Regions from separate parts of the Triticum aestivum genome. Here region 2 is linked to region 1. Evidence: chromatin contacts called from public Hi-C data. All regions are on one chromosome and are shown on one strand. The core of a region is the stretch at or near the end of the contact, and the rest is flanking DNA. Distances in the headings are between cores, read along the strand shown.

Evidence for each region. A called contact is a pair of places that touch in the nucleus more often than the background predicts.
Region 2: a Hi-C map of leaf shows a contact between it and region 1, with 2.8 times the contacts expected there. The contact joins the promoter of LOC123065533 here to the promoter of LOC123070377 in region 1. A contact is called at or near these places in 2 of 5 Hi-C or Micro-C datasets (both in leaf).

What each region holds. Positions count from the first base shown.
Region 1 is chr3B:462,887,815-462,895,656 of IWGSC CS RefSeq v2.1, forward strand. It overlaps LOC123070377 (V-type proton ATPase subunit B 2), which reads right to left and starts at 4,639. Exons shown (of 15, transcript XM_044493571.1): 1 at 4,474-4,639; 2 at 3,514-3,593; 3 at 3,360-3,415; 4 at 3,189-3,287; 5 at 2,699-2,758; 6 at 2,383-2,494; 7 at 2,087-2,295; 8 at 1,131-1,259; 9 at 911-1,048; 10 at 156-306. The coding sequence starts at 3,571.
Region 2 is chr3B:463,434,121-463,441,962 of IWGSC CS RefSeq v2.1, forward strand. LOC123065533 (pathogen-associated molecular patterns-induced protein A70-like) reads right to left here and starts at 5,018. Exons shown (of 1, transcript XM_044488792.1): 1 at 3,859-5,018. The coding sequence starts at 4,804. The coding sequence ends at 4,088.

The DNA.
Region 1 (7,842 bases), core at 3,389-5,888:
GTAGCTTGTTTTGAGTGATAATTATAGAACAGGTCTCACACTATTCTTCCTCAGTTAAATCTACTCTACAAATTTACATAGTTACATTGTAGGAGAGAAAATATGTCATGTCATAAAACATTTGGCAGAAAAGCAAGAATATATCATTAACTGACCATCATTAGGCATGGTTAAAATAGGTATCTGCGTAATCGATCCTTTTCTTCCTTCTATACGACCAGCACGCTCATAGATTGTCGCCAAGTCAGTATACATATAACCAGGATAACCACGCCTTCCAGGTACTTCCTCTCGAGCAGCAGAGACCTGAAAGGAAAAAAGGCAGGAGGTAAATATGCGTCCATATAGAGTAAGGGAACTGAGAATGAATCAGGACAATACACTGAAGGATCAGTTAAATCCAGACCATACAAGAACTACATACAAATATCCACTGTCCTCAGCCAACACTGTAACCAGAATTTTAATTATCTATGACATTGTCTTTGCATGCAAAATTCTTTTTGCTAAGATGTCATTCATAATTATCAATAGCTTATACTTTTTTTTATCTGAGTGCTTACTTAAATATCGTATGTTAATCTAACTTAACCAAGTAATTTATAACACAAAAGTATAAACTAGTATTACCTGCAATAGTAAATACTTAGCTCCTATTGATAATAAATTAACAGTATATGCCAGTTTACCCAAAGGCAGTTATAAATTTGGCTCTGCAAATCTGAGTTTTCTATAATAAATATCTAAGTCGAGATTTCTTGGAGAAGGTTAAAAGATTTGATATTAAAAGCATTCAGGGTTATGTGTTGCTAACAGAAATCCTGTGGTAACTCCAGTTGATGGGAGACAATTTCCAACATGTTTCTACAGTAAAATCCAGGAAAATATTACTGGAGGTAAGAGCCCTTACTTCACGAAGTGCATCTGCATATGAACTCATGTCAGTCAGGATGACAAGAACATGCTTCCCACACTCATATGCCAAGTATTCCGCTGTGGTGAGAGCAATTCTTGGAGTAATAATACGCTCGATGGTAGGATCATTTGCCTATGAACAAAAGTAAGGGGTAAAATCCTTAGAGCAACAAGTGAAGGAAAGAAAAGAGAGGGGAAAAGGTACGCAGATGTACCAGATTAAGAAATAAGGTAACTCTCTCCATTGAACCATTCTCCTCGAAATCACGCTTGAAAAATTGTGCTGTTTCCATGTTTACTCCCATAGCTGCAAACACAATAGCAAAATTGTCCTCCTCGGCATTCTACAACAATTGTAGCAGATGCGTGAATGTCAAACTAATGATCTAGCATGGAGAAAAAACTAGATAGGATGTTCGGAATAAATCAATGTAACTGAGAATTATACGAATTAATAGATACTGTTAATTAAATTATAATTATTATAACTTGCACACTTAACTTTGCCATGTAAACCAGACCAATGACAGGCACAGTGCTAGAAGCTCCCACACCAGGTGGGGGTATGGGGAAGAATTATACGAGGCAAGCCTTACCCCTGCACAGTGCAATGCAGAGACCTCTTGGCACAAGTGGGGAGTACTTCATCACTGCGCCATGTAAACCAGACCAAGATTGTACACAATACAAGTACCTACTTCTTCGAAGTTAGAACAAAGACCACAGAAAATAACAATGTATTGCAAGTCCATGTTGTAAACTATGATTCGCTGGCCATCCCAAGAGGATACGGATTAACATATAGAGTTGCCTACTGCAAGCATCACGCATTGATGGCTACAGCACCCAGAATGATAAATGAACAATAATGGGCCAACAACGTGTGATGCCATATTAGGTAGATATTTTTTTCCCATCAAACTCATCCAAAACTAATCACTTCGAGTGTGTGTAGAACATTTTAGTACGGGGGAGAAAGGTTTGGATGGTCCATAGAAAAGTTCACATATCAGTGTACAAGCCTGGTTGATGGAGCAAACAGCCCTCAACAGTTAGTTATTTCAGCTTCAGCTTCATTATAATTATTTCTGGCTACTTCTGAGAGTTATCCAAATAATTTTAATAGATAAATACTGTGGGCATCAAATACTTGTTTTGGCTTTATATATACCTCCAAGATATTATCAGTCTTCTCTTTACGCTTTACTAGCCCAGCCTGACGGCAAATCTGAGCAGCAATTTCATTGTGTGGCAGACCTGCAGCGGAGAACAGAGGGATCTTCTGACCACGAGCGATAGAATTCATGACATCAATTGTAGATATGCCAGTCTGAATCATTTCTTCAGGGTATGTCCGTTCGCTGGGATTGATAGAACTTCCTGTATGAGATTAATAACAAAACAATTCTGAATCAAATTGTATGTAGCCTGAAATCTTCTGCATATTTGAACCCAGCTAACTCTTACCAGAAATATCCAGGTATGCCTCTGGTAAAATTGGTGGGCCATTATCTATAGGTTTCCCAGAACCATTGAAAATGCGTCCAAGCATATCCAGTGACACTGGAGTTTTTAGAACCTTTAAAATGCAAAAAAAAAAGAGATATAAATGAGCAAAAATGCAAACAAATTTTCTTTCAAAAAATTTAAGCAATAGCACAAAGACCACTCAACCGTAGACGATTAAACAGAAAAATATCCATTGACACCAATTTATGAGTAGTGCAAAAGAGCATCTTAACTGCTACATGTGAGCGCAAGTCTCAGGGGAAATCAATATTACCTCACCAGTGAATTGCACAGTTGTATATTTGTTGTCAATACCGGAAGTTCCCTCAAAAACCTGCGAGTGATTTTCTCAAGTTTCATGAACAATGAAAGAAAGGCAGGTAGAAAAGGAAAAACTGTACATTCACATATAATCGGAGTTTGAATTCATCTCAATGTCGGAGGTGAACTGAAGACGATGAAAAGACAAAGACAACTAACTGTCAAATGATGCTTAAATTGAGATAATGTGATAGGAATATTGCATAATTGTTTCCAGTATGACCAAGAAAGTTATGACTACAGACAGCAAATGATCTTAGTTTTGGAGGTTTTCTAACACATGAGATAAACCATATAAGGCATCTCTGTTTCCAATGAAAATATACCATAAATAGATTTGAATAAAAGATCCCATCAATAGGCGATGAATTGAAAACTTCTGAACAAAAGTAATGTGTTCTTCATTTTTCGTGCCGCTATGACTATCACACTAATATATATACCTGAACCACAGCTTTCTCTCCATCAACTTCAAGCACCTGACCACGCCTAGTTGTGCCATCTCCCAATCGTATGTTGACGATTTCTTGGTATTTAGGCCCCTAAAATGACAGCTTCAGGATCAAAAAATATTATCAATTAAATCACGAAAAAACAGTGTGAAATGAGTATACCTTCACTTTATCAAGAATCACAAGAGGACCAGCAACTCCAGAAACTGTCCTGTACTCTGCAATACAAAGAGAACTGTTAGAAAGTGTGCATTATCTTTACCAGATTATCAGTGATGTGAAGATACTCATATGGAGATAAATAGAAAATCCATACCCATCCCGATCTCAAGGGTTCCTTCCTCCATGTCGACATTGCCATTTGCAACCACCATGTTTTTGAAATCTAGAGGAAGCCTGATATACCAACATTAACAGAGTAGACTAAGTTAACAAAATGCATTGCAAACCAAAGAAATCCCTAGAAGACTATCATATGCTAATTCAATTAGTAAAATTGCTTATTGACGGTTGTATCTTTTCATTTCACACAGTGCTCTAGGGAAATTGATTAATAAAGCTGTCGGGCATATAAAACACTGGAGTCATGATCTAATACACCTGTCAGTTAAATCGTGTACTCTGGGAAGTATAAGCTAGATAATACTGTTTGAATAAAAAATATCAACAATATCCTGACAAAGTTAAGCTTTCGATTACATGGGGAACATAGAAGCCAATTATGAAGTGCCGCTTACTGGAAAATGGTACTTCAGAAACAAAGGTTAACTCGACATCACTAGCTCGAATTTCACATACATGAGAAATAGTTTTTACGCACCGAGCTCAGTAAAAGGCACAGTTTCAGAACACCAAACCAAACACAAAAAGCTAGCAAAATCTCGGCCTTACATTGGTTGTTCCTAGAGACAACACACCCTGACAAATCCGTCCCTCCCTCACCTTGTCGTTGACTAGTCTACATACTTCTACATCGGTTGATCCGATGACCGAACTCCAGACCAGAGACATCACAAACTGCACGCGCGGGCGCGAGCAGAGCACAAGAGGAAGATAAAGAACCGGGCGAAAAATGTACGAAAGCCTGAAAACCTGCGCACAGCGGAGCCGATTTGCAACACAGAATCGCAACCCGGTGCCACCGGCCTGCTCGTTCCTACGAGCAACTCAAATGAGCAAATCTCTAGCGCGCGCGCAAGCTTAAGCGTGCCGAACCGATCGAGCGCGGAGGAGGAGGACGAGGGTGGAGGGCGAGATCCGAGCAGCGGGCGCGTACCTCGGATTCGATCGGAAGCGCAGGCCGCGGCGGAGCTTGGCTGTCGCCTGTGGGGGGCTTCAAAGGATCGCCCACGATGTGTCGTTCCCCCGGGCTGTGGCGATGCGATTTGATTTTGATTAGCGGCTTTGTCTAGCGACGTTCTCTGATCCGGGATCTGGTAAGATCTGGGCCGTCCGCGTGGTGCGATAGGTTGTAGTGGACGGTGCAGATCGACGCGATCTAGCTGCTGGAGTGGGTCCCGCCGAGGGGAAGCTCCTGGAGTAGAAGTCGAGCGGGTCACGTTGCCCACGTGTAGCAGAGCTGTCGGGAAGACCGGAAAGGATTCCTTCCTTCTTGATTCAGGCCTATTCAGGTTTTTCTTTTCTTTTTTCCGAAAAACTCTGGCAAGTTTTAACTGACTGATATAATAAGTTTACAGAAATCAGTGCATGATCATACGGCCCAATCAGTTAAGTATGGCATCCTGTAAATCAAATTTATCCAAATTGTGGGCTTCAAAATTGGCATGCCTTCCTGGATGGATATAAAAGCACTCTTCATAGTCTTCGAGCAAGCATTTATCGCATTTATCTCCGCATGATTGCACCATGAACATAAACCACGACAAGAGTTATGGAACGGAAGCAGTCGTGATCATTAAACATTGTCGCCGCAATTCCCACTTCTGGGGTATCTTCATTCAAAATGTTGATAAGCTCCATGTGTGAACTGACGACAATTCTATCGTAGCCCGAAGATTCGGCAAGTAACAAACCTTCTTGAGCGCAAATGCTTGAGCTGGTAGGACATTATGAACTAGTGCTATATTTGAATCCTTTGCGACAATAAACTTTTCTTTCTTGTCACGGACAACAATTCCAATGGTTCCCTTCAGATTGTCTTCATCGAAAGAAGCACCGACGTGAACCTTGACGAGATCTACAGGGGTGGTGACCAAGAACACTTCCTTACCCTAGGGTCTTGGCTACCTACTGCTATAAATTTTGCCGCCAACCGTGATGACCAAGAACATTTCATTACCCTGGTGTAGTTCTTCAGTTCAATGATGTGGTGTGTGGTGCCCTGAATAAAAAATGTAGCCCATGAAGAATACATGGTGCAAGAGGATAAAGGGGTTTTGTTTTATGAATGTCGACAGAGCTTTTGACGTGTAGTCCGGAATAGGATCAACATGCTTGCATAAAAAAATGACAGGGCCCAATTTATTGCACAAAGTTGTCCTCTGATAGTAACTTTGGGCAGGGTCCATTTAGCAAATCAATTGGGATGCCATATGTTGGGGAACACAGTAATTTCAAAAAAAAAATCTATGATCATGCAAGATCTATCTAGGTGATGCATAGTAACGGGGGAAAGTGTGTCCACGTATCCTCGTAGACCAAAAGCGGAAGCATTATGTAACACGGTTGATGTAGTCGAACATCTTCGCGATCCAACCGATCAAGTACCAAACGCACGGCACCTCCGCGATCTGCACACATTCAGCTCGGTGACGTCCCTCGAACTCTAGATCCAGCTGAGGCCGAGGGAGAGTTCTGTCAATACGACGGCGTGGTGACGGTGATGATGAAGTTACCGGTGCCAGGGTTTCGCCTAAGCACTACGACGATATGACCGAGGTGGAAATCTGTGGAGGGGGGTACCGCACACGGCTAAAAGATGAACTTGATCAACTTGTGTATCCTTGGGATGCTTCCCTCCCCCATATATAAAGGAGGGAGGGAGGAGGCGGGCGGCCTAGGGGGCGCGCCAAGCATAGGGAGTCCTACTAGGATTCCCAAGTCCTAGTAGGATTCCCTTTCCTATTCGGAGTAGGAGAGAAGGAAAGAGAGAGAGAGGGAGAAGGAAAGGGGGCTGCGCCCCCACCCCTTGTCCAATTCAGTTTGGGCAGGGGGGAGGCGCGCGCCACCTCTTGGCCCTTCTCCCCTCTCTCCACTAAAGCCCAATAAGGCCCATTACTTCTCCCGGTGAATTCTCGTAAATCCCCGGTACTCCGAAAAATACCAGAATCACTCGGAACCTTTCCGATGTCCGAATATAGCCTTCCAATATATCGATCTTTATGTCTTGACCATTTCGAGACTCCTTGTCATGTCCGCGATCTCATCTGGGACTCCGAACAAACTTCGGTCATCAAAACACATAACTCATAATACATATCGTCATCGAACGTTAAGCGTGCGGACCCTATGGGTTCGATGTTAGAAGGGATTAGAGAGGAATTTGTGGAATTGTTCGTTGTATTGCTTGAGCCTCGTGGGCATATATATAGGAGTACATGATTGATACGTCTCCGTTATATCTACTTTTCCAAACACTTTTGCCCTTGTTTTGGACTCTAACTTGTATGATTTGAATGGAACTAACCCGGACTGACGCTGTTTTCAGCAGAATTGCCATGGTGTTGTTTTTGTGCAGAAAATAAAAGTTCTCGGAATGACCTGAAACTCCACGGAATGTCTTAGGATAATTAATAAAAAATCCTCGCAAAAGATGAAGACCAGGGGGCCCACACCCTGTCCATGAGGGTGGGGGGCGCCCCTCCTGGGCGTGCCCCCCTACCTCGTGGGCCTCCTGGTGGCCCTCCGATGCCAACTCCAACTCCATATATTGGCTTTCAGGGAGAAAAAAATCAGAGAGAAGAAATCATCGCGTTTTACGATACGGAGCCGCCGCCAAGCCCTAATCTCTCTTGGGAGGGCTGATCTGGAGTCGTTCGGGGCTCCGGAGAGGGGGATTCGTCGCCGTCGTCATCATCAACCATCCTCCATCTCCAATTTCATGATGCTCACCGCCGTGCGTGAGTAATTTCATTGTAGGCTTGCTGGACGGTGATGAGTTGGATGAGATTTATCATGTAATCGAGTTAGTTTTGTTAGGGTTTGATCCCTAGTATCCACTATGTTCTGAGATTGATGTTGCTATGACTTTGCTATGCTTAATGCTTGTCACTAGGGCCCGAGTGCCATGATTTCAGATCTGAACCTATTATGTTTTCATGAATATATGTGAGTTCTTGATCCTATCTTGCAAGTCTATAGTCACCTACTATGTGTTATGATCCGGCAACCCCGAAGTGACAATAATCGGAACCACTCCCGGTGATGACCATAGTTTGAGGAGTTCATGTATTCACTATGTGCTAATGCTTTGTTCCGGTTCTCTATTAAAAGGAGGCCTTAATATCCCTTAGTTTCCAATAGGACCCCGCTGCCACGGGAGGGTAGGACAAAAGATGTCATGCAAGTTCTTTTCCATAAGCACGTATGACTATATTCGGAATACATGCCTACATTACATTGATGAACTGGAGCTAGTTCTGTGTCACCCTATGTTATGACTGTTACATGATGAACCACATCCGGC
Region 2 (7,842 bases), core at 3,768-6,267, 550 kb after region 1:
CTCCCCCTCCCCGGCCATAGCCGTTGCTGCCTATTTTTTGGTTGCCTCCTTGTTGTCCAGCCCGGCCACCCAATCCCGCCACCTCCCCCCCCCCCCCCCGCCATAGCCGCCTCCACCTGCATTTTAGAGGAGTTCTTGTCGGTTTTTGTGGCTTTTTTCGCCACCTCTGGTACCAGGGATGCTACATCCGCCGGCGACGCCCATCGACCCCAACACTTCTAACTGGTGCTGCAAGGCTGCCTGTCGCTGGCCTTCCACGCTTCTACAAGCCTGGTGCTTGTGTGGGGAGGCCGAGGTGCTCTTCACCAACCGCGTCTCCACCACGACTGCAAGGTTCAACACTTTGCTTGCAAGGTACCATGGATAGTGGGGACGAGTATTTTTTTCAACAACTTCATTTGTTCATCGAACGGTTCGTCGTCGGATGAAGAAGAGCTTATGGTTGCTGCATTGGTCGTCCATGATCACATTGCTAGGTAGCGGCCTTAGTTTAGGGGATTAATCTCAGGCCATGCTCCGGCCTTGAACCGCAATAGCGAGAGCGGTCACGTCCTGCTCTATGCCGATTACTTTGAGGATTCCCTCTCTTCAAACCACATCTTTTTCGCCCGCCAATTCCGGAAGGCGAGACATGTGTTCAGTCGCACCAAGCAGTTTTGGGAGGGGATGGCTGCTTGTGTGATGTTGTACAACATGATCGTGGAGGATGAGCGTGATGACAGCATCTACGGCCAAGGGTTTGAATATCAGGGTGAAAATATTGTGTGTGAGCACCAAGAACCGGCAACGTTTGAATAGTTCAGCCAATTCCATCGTGAAATACGTGATTGGCATACTCATATGCAACTCCAATATTACTTGGTTGAGCACATGTGGATTCATATTGGCAACCAGTACATGTATCGGTTCATTTTCTTTTCATGCATTCAAGACAATTTTGATTGGGTTATAAACTATTTGATTGTGTTTTTATTCGGACATGAAACTATTTGGTTGTAAAAGTATTTGCAATGTTTGATTTATTTGGTTCTAAACTATTTGCAATGTTCATTTTAAAAAAATGTCTACATTTGGCCTCTGTGTCGGCCGCGTTGGGCGCACTAAGTTGATTGTGCGCTCCGCCAGCCACCCCACCCAAGTTCCTTTCAAGGTACGAACTAGGGCGCGTCCAACTTGACGCCACTCAAGCGCTTTTCTTCGGGATGTTTCCTTTTTTTCTTTTATTTAGTGTCTTTCATTCATTTTTGCATTATCTTTCTTTGTTTTTTACTTTCTTTTTCTTTTGTTTGTTCGCTCTTTATTTTAATTTTTCTTTTACTATTTCTTTTGTTTCTTTTCTTTTTCTTCTTTGCTTTTTATTCTATTTTCATTTTTACACGCATGATAAAAAATCATCCTTTTTTTAATAATTGTTAATATATTTTTCTATACATATTTAACATTTTCTAAATGCTTTTTTAACATTTTTCAAATAGTTTTTCAATTTTTTTAATGTTATTGATTAACATTTTATATACATGAACAAAAAAAATCATCGTTTTTTAGTAGATGATCAACAATTTTTCTATATGCGTTCAACATTTTCTGAATGCTTGATTAACGTTTTTAAAATACATGTTCAATATTTTCCGAATGCTTAATTAACATTTTTGTTCAACTACTTGTTTAACATATTTTCAAATACTTGTTCAAAACATTTTCTGAATGCTTAATTAACATTTTTCAAATGCTTGTTCAACATTTTTCAAATACATGTTCAACATTTTTTGAATGCTTGATTAACATTTTTCAAATACTTGTTCAGCATTTTTAGAATGCTTGATTAACATTTTTCAAATACTTGTTCAGCATGTTTTTTCAAATCCTTGTTCAACATTTTCCGAATGCTTGATTAACATTATTCAAATACATGTTCAACATTTTTCGAATGCTTGACTAACATTTTTTAAATACTTGTTCAATATTTTTAAAATATTCCTTGAACATTTTTCGAATGCTTGATTAAAAATTTTCAAATACTTGTTCAGCATTTTTCAAATACATATTCAACATTTTCCAAATGCTTTTTGTAGAGTGTTTTTTGTAATATATATTTATAAAATTTTAAAGTATAAACAAAATTACAAAAATAAAGCAAAAAAGGAGAACAGAAAACAAGGTTGTGGCCTCGCGCGCGCGTGTGGGCCGACTCATGTTGCCCGCCCCCTTCAGCGAGGATTCCCTCGCTCTCACAGAATGCAAGATATAGGGGCTCCCCTGCGGCACATCGTACATGCCCATCCTGATCGTTTCGGCTAGCCTGTTCGCAACGTGAGTGCCGAAAATATGTTTGTCACAGGCCGGTTTGCTTCAGAATTCAGATTGCATATTTCCGAATTTGGGTATAGAAAACGAAAACGGTTCTACATCTTCTGATCTTCAAAAATCAAGGTCCACACTCCAGGTAACACTATCATACATATGCTCTTTGTTTTGTGATCTTTTGTGCAAAAGTTTATCACATTGATAATTAATAAAATGCAGCATTAGCCAATGTACTTCAGATAGATTATTCCCTGCCGTTAGAGTTTCATACTTCACATGGATTGATAGAACTATTTTCATTCCTTCAAATTTGAAGGTACGGTCTTTTCTATTTTCTTATCTTGAGAAATGGTAACCTTAGAACTCATGTAGTGTTTGAATCATGATTTTTGTTTTGCTTATAAAGCAGGAAGGCGTTTTTCGATTGAACATGAGGTTTAGTGCTAATATTTGAGCTATTTCTAAATATTGTGCAGAATAGCACATATTTAAATGTATATAATTAAGTGAGTTATACTATTTATTCCAATTATATGATTTCCTGAACTTAGGGACCCAGTTTACATTTTGCCCTGGCCCCCCAAATTTTCGGCCTCTAATTAAAGCATGCAAACAACAATGTGTCATCTTGCTTAAGGAAATTATCCATTTTATACTCAATACTTGGATGATGCAAAGAGAATCTCAGTTAAAGAGTGAATTAATTTTTATTTATTTATTGCGAGAAAAAGAGTGAATTAATAACTATAAACGCGGGGAGGGTCTCGTTCTATGTAATTATGGACGTAATGACTATATAAGATCAGCACATTACACACAATCTAGCATGAGCACGAAATATTTCATTCTTTTTTTCACATGACTATGTTACTTGATGCACTACTTACCTTATAGAGAATTACCCTAAGTGACCTATAAACCCCGATCCAATTTTGAGCTTAATGAAACACTTCGAGTAACTTTTACTTGCACTTTTATTTTCACCTATTATTTATTCTGAAAATACAAAAATATTACCTATCACATTACAATCTTCTAATATCTTATACAACTAGCAAGGCTATCAAGGCAAAGCTTTGGATCATGAGCGGCGACCCTAAAGTTTGGTGGCCGTTGCGGCCACAAGGGCGGCTCTCCTAGACGACATGTGTGGGTTTTGTGTTGATAGTTAGGTCGGCTGGTGGTGCCCCTTCCTGTGTTGTAGCGGTTTCTGTCCGATTTTCCGTAAATAACGGAATAATTTTTTTCTTTATTAATGAAATGAGGCAAAGCTTTCAAAAATAATAAAGTCCACTGAATAACTGCGGGCTTCTTTTCCCAGTCATGGGAGGATGGAATCTCGGCCTAGTTATGCAAGAGTTGGCAAATACAAGCGGGCTTCTTTTCGTCCCTCACCCAGGCTCCTTTTTGCAAGATGTCCTATATTTTACGTTTTGCTTTTTGAAATATGCGAATTGGCGTGTTCATCGTAGGAAATCACACAAACAGGCTGGAGCAGTTGGATTCTTTGCTCTTCTCCCACGCCTCCATTCCCATGTATACGTACGAGTTTTGTTTAGATTAACCGGACAAACGGATCTAAGAGAGGAAATGGAAGCTTCTTCTGTAACGTTAGCAGGATCCAAATTAACCTGCAGCGACTCATACACGGCACAACTACACAACAAGTCAACAATCCAATGAACAGACGGCAAGACCACTAGCTAGTAGCTAATCGAAGATCGAACCCCGCACAAGCTGATCTGCATCTGCTCCGCGTGCCGGCGACCGGGCGGGCGGGAGGCTACGCGCCGCGGTTGAGCATCTCCTTGTAGTTGAGCAGCGAGTTGAGCCTCTGCAGCTGCAGCTGCTGCCGGAACTTGTTGATGAAGTCGTCCGCCCTCTCGTCCACGCACGCGGCCTCCGGCGCCCCTGCGTCCTGCCGCCTCGCCTCCGTCAGCACCGCGCGAGCCGCAGGAGCCCTCGGCGCGCGTTGCACCAGCCGTGCCGGCGCCGGCACCGGGGCGCGCTCCAGCCTCCTCACCTCCGTGACCGGCTTCTTCGCCACCTTCGCCCTGGCCGCCTTCTCCGCCTCGTTGCCCGTCTTGCTCGCCGGCTTCCTCGCGGCCGGCTCAGACCGGCTCCTGCTGTACTGCTGCGTGCTGCCCTCGTCGTCGTCGCCTCCGACGTTGCCGGCCGCGGAGTGGTTGTAGTTGTACTCGGGAGGGAAGTCGCCGGAGCGGAAGCGGTAGAGGCCGAGGGAGCGCAGGCGCTCCATCACGGACGACGTGCGCGCCAGCGGGGCCGGAGGTGGGGGAGGGGCGTACCGGTCGTCGTGGTCCTTGTGCTGGTGCTGCTGGTGGTGGCGGTCGTCGTCGCCGTGGTGGTCGTGGCGGCGGCGGTGGAAGCGGGAGGTGAGCGCGATGGTGCCGATGACGACGTTGAGGAGGAGGAAGAGCGTCGCAGGGGAGAAGTAGCCGCGGACCAGAGACCACGCCGGCGTCACGTCCGGGGCGTCCATGTAGCAGAGCTGGCGCCGCGGCGAGGATCGGTGAGGAGACGAGCGAACTGGTGCGGAGGTAGCCAAGCCAGGTAGGAGACGTCGGTGTGTTGATGCTTCGTTTGCCTGCTTGGCTGCCCGGCGAGGGAATACATATACGAGGAGAAGTCGGAGGCCACGCGGCGCGCGGAGGCCGGTGCCCGGTGGTGGAGCGTGGGAATGCCTGCTCGGGAGGGAGAAACCGTGTGTACAAGAATGCCGCCTCCTCGTGCACCCGTAGCCGACCATGGACCGTGCCAGGTTGGAGATCCCTAGACCCATGAGCTAAATTCAATGCAAGCTGCTGTGGCCCACCATTGAGCATCGCGTCGCCCCTTGCGTTTCATCATAGCACTCTAGCTCGTCAATCCACATCTCCCGATCATTGAGAGGATGTTTGGATCATTAGAAACTAGAGACTAGTGACTAGTAGTAGTCACCTTTAGTCAGTAAACCTCCAAACACTCCTAACTAGTGGGTGACTAAAACTAATTTAGTCCCTAGTCACCTCACCCCTAACTTTTACTGACTAGAGACTAGTAGTAGTCACCTTTAGTCAGTAAACCTTCAAACACCCCTGACTTTTACTGACTAAAGTCCCCCTCTCTCTTCTCTAATTGGTGTTGCACAAGGGACATTTAATACTGAGACATTTAATGTTGACTAGTAGTAGTCACCTTCCAAACAGGACCTGACTAAAAACTTCTAGTCTGACTACTACTAGTCACATGACTAGAAAGTATCCAAACACCCTCTGAGCTAGATTGACTATTTTCAAAGAGTCGACTGATTCCAGTACAGATCAACATATGCATTGTTAGACTATATGTATGTAGCCTCTGTATATACATTATATTGTACCCCTTGGTATTCTATATAATGAGATAGCCACACCCCGTTTAAGGTTTCGGCCAGTTTTCCAAATCCTATGTTTTACATGGTATCAGTTTAGGTTATGATGCCTTTCGCTGCCTCCACCGGCGCCGCCGTCGCGCCCGTTGCGCCGGCCCTTCTCCTACATCGTCGTTCCTCGCCTCGCGGCCCCTTGTGGCGGCCTATGGTGCCCTGCCGCCGCCAGGGTCCCTGATTGGATTGGGTGTCCACGGTGATCCCGCTGCCTCGACGGAGATCGCAGCGCCCTATGGTGCTCCTCCTGCGTCGACCTACGGCGTCGGCCCTCCTTCGTGTGGCGCCCCTGCGTCGGCCCATGGTGGACCGCCGCCGCCGTCGTCCTGGCCGGTGCCGCCCTACGGCGTGCCGCCCCCTCGGCAACCCTACGGTGCGCCGCCGCCGCAACCCTACTCGGCGCCTCCGCGGCACCCCTACACGGCGCTGCCACCTCAACTCTACCCGGCGCCATCGTAGCCGCCCCATGGGGCCGCGGCCGCCTCGCCGTATGGGGCCCCGGTCGCGACGAACTACGGCGCCCTAGCGGCTGGTTCCCCTGGCCCCTACCCACCATATTCGGTGCCTGCTGCTCATTGCGAGACGGCTCCGTCGATGGGCCTTTACGCACTGACGCACGCTCATGCTGATCAGGCGGCAGTGTCGTCGCCGTTTTACTTCTCGCATCTGCTGCCCGTGAAGCTTGCGCCGGACAACTACTTGTCGTGGCGTGCTCAGGTGTTGCCTCTTCTGCGGAGCCGCTACTTGGAGGGCTATCTTGACGGATCCATTCCGTGTCCGCCTCCTCATCATCCGGCGTACCACACATGGGTGGCCCAGGATCAGGCCATCCTCTCCGCTATCCAGTCTTCGCTCACTCCGAGCGTTTTGTCGTTGGTCATCTTCGCCGCTACGTCCCGGGAGGCGTGGGCGGCGCTTCACGCTAGCTTTGCCTCCCAGTCTCAGGCGCATGCTCATTCTATACGCACCGAGCTGGGCGAGACCAAGCTTGGCAACCTCAGCATCACGGACTACTTTAACAAGATGACCGGCCTCGTTGACACGTTGGCCTCCGTTGGTCAGCCGCTTCAGGATGAGGACTTCACCAGCTTTGTGCTTAACGGGCTTGATGATGACTATGACAATCTCATTGAGAACGTCCATGGTCGTGATGATCCGCTCCCGCCTCGCGAGCTCTATGCGCGCCTTCTCGACCGTGAACAGCGCATCAAGGCGCGTCGTGTCTCCCCGAGCTTCGCCTCCGCCAACGCCGCGACTCGCGGCAAACCCCAGAAGCCGTTGCCGCTTGGTGGTAAAACAGCGGCCTCGCCTCAGTCGGCTCCGCAGGGTGCGGTGCCTTCCATCACCGGCGGCAACCGTCCGGTTGTGTGTTGTCCCTGTTGCGGTGCTCAGCAAGCAGTTGTGTGGTATTGAGCGCCACATTACCTCCCGCTGTCATCGTCGCTTCAAGCAAGATTTTCTAGGCCTAGGAAACAATGGCAAAGGGAATGATAAGCAGGTTGCTGCCGCGGTGATGAGTCATGATCACGGCCACACTCCGTCCTACTCCATTGATCCTACGTGGTATATGGACACGGGAGCTACCAACCACCTCGCCAGCGAGACGGGCAAGCTCTCTACTCAGGAACCATATCGTGGCCATGATCAGGTGCACACGGCCAATGGAGCAGGTATGCGCATCTCCCATGTTGGTCAGGCCTCTCTCCTTGCATGCAATTTTCGCAAACTGCATCTTTCAAACGTTCTTCGAGTTCCCTCTGCTACGCATAGTTTCTTGTCTATTCCTCAACTTACTCATGATGATAATGTCCTTGCTGAGTTTCATCCTTTTTGTTTCTTTATCAAGGACCGGTACACGAGGGACGTTCTGCTTAGCGGTCGTCTTCGCCATGGCCTATATGCACTTGACTCGCCGCCCACACCTTCCATGCAGTCTTCTCCTCAGGTGTTCAGCGGTGTTCGTGTGTCACCTACGCACTGGCATGCGCGCCTTGGTCACCCTGTTGCTTCTATAGTTCGTCATGTGTTGCATCGGCATGAACTACTAGTTGTGTCCAATAAAACTGCTGAAACTATCTGTGATGCCTATCAGTAGGGCAAGAGTCGTCAACTTC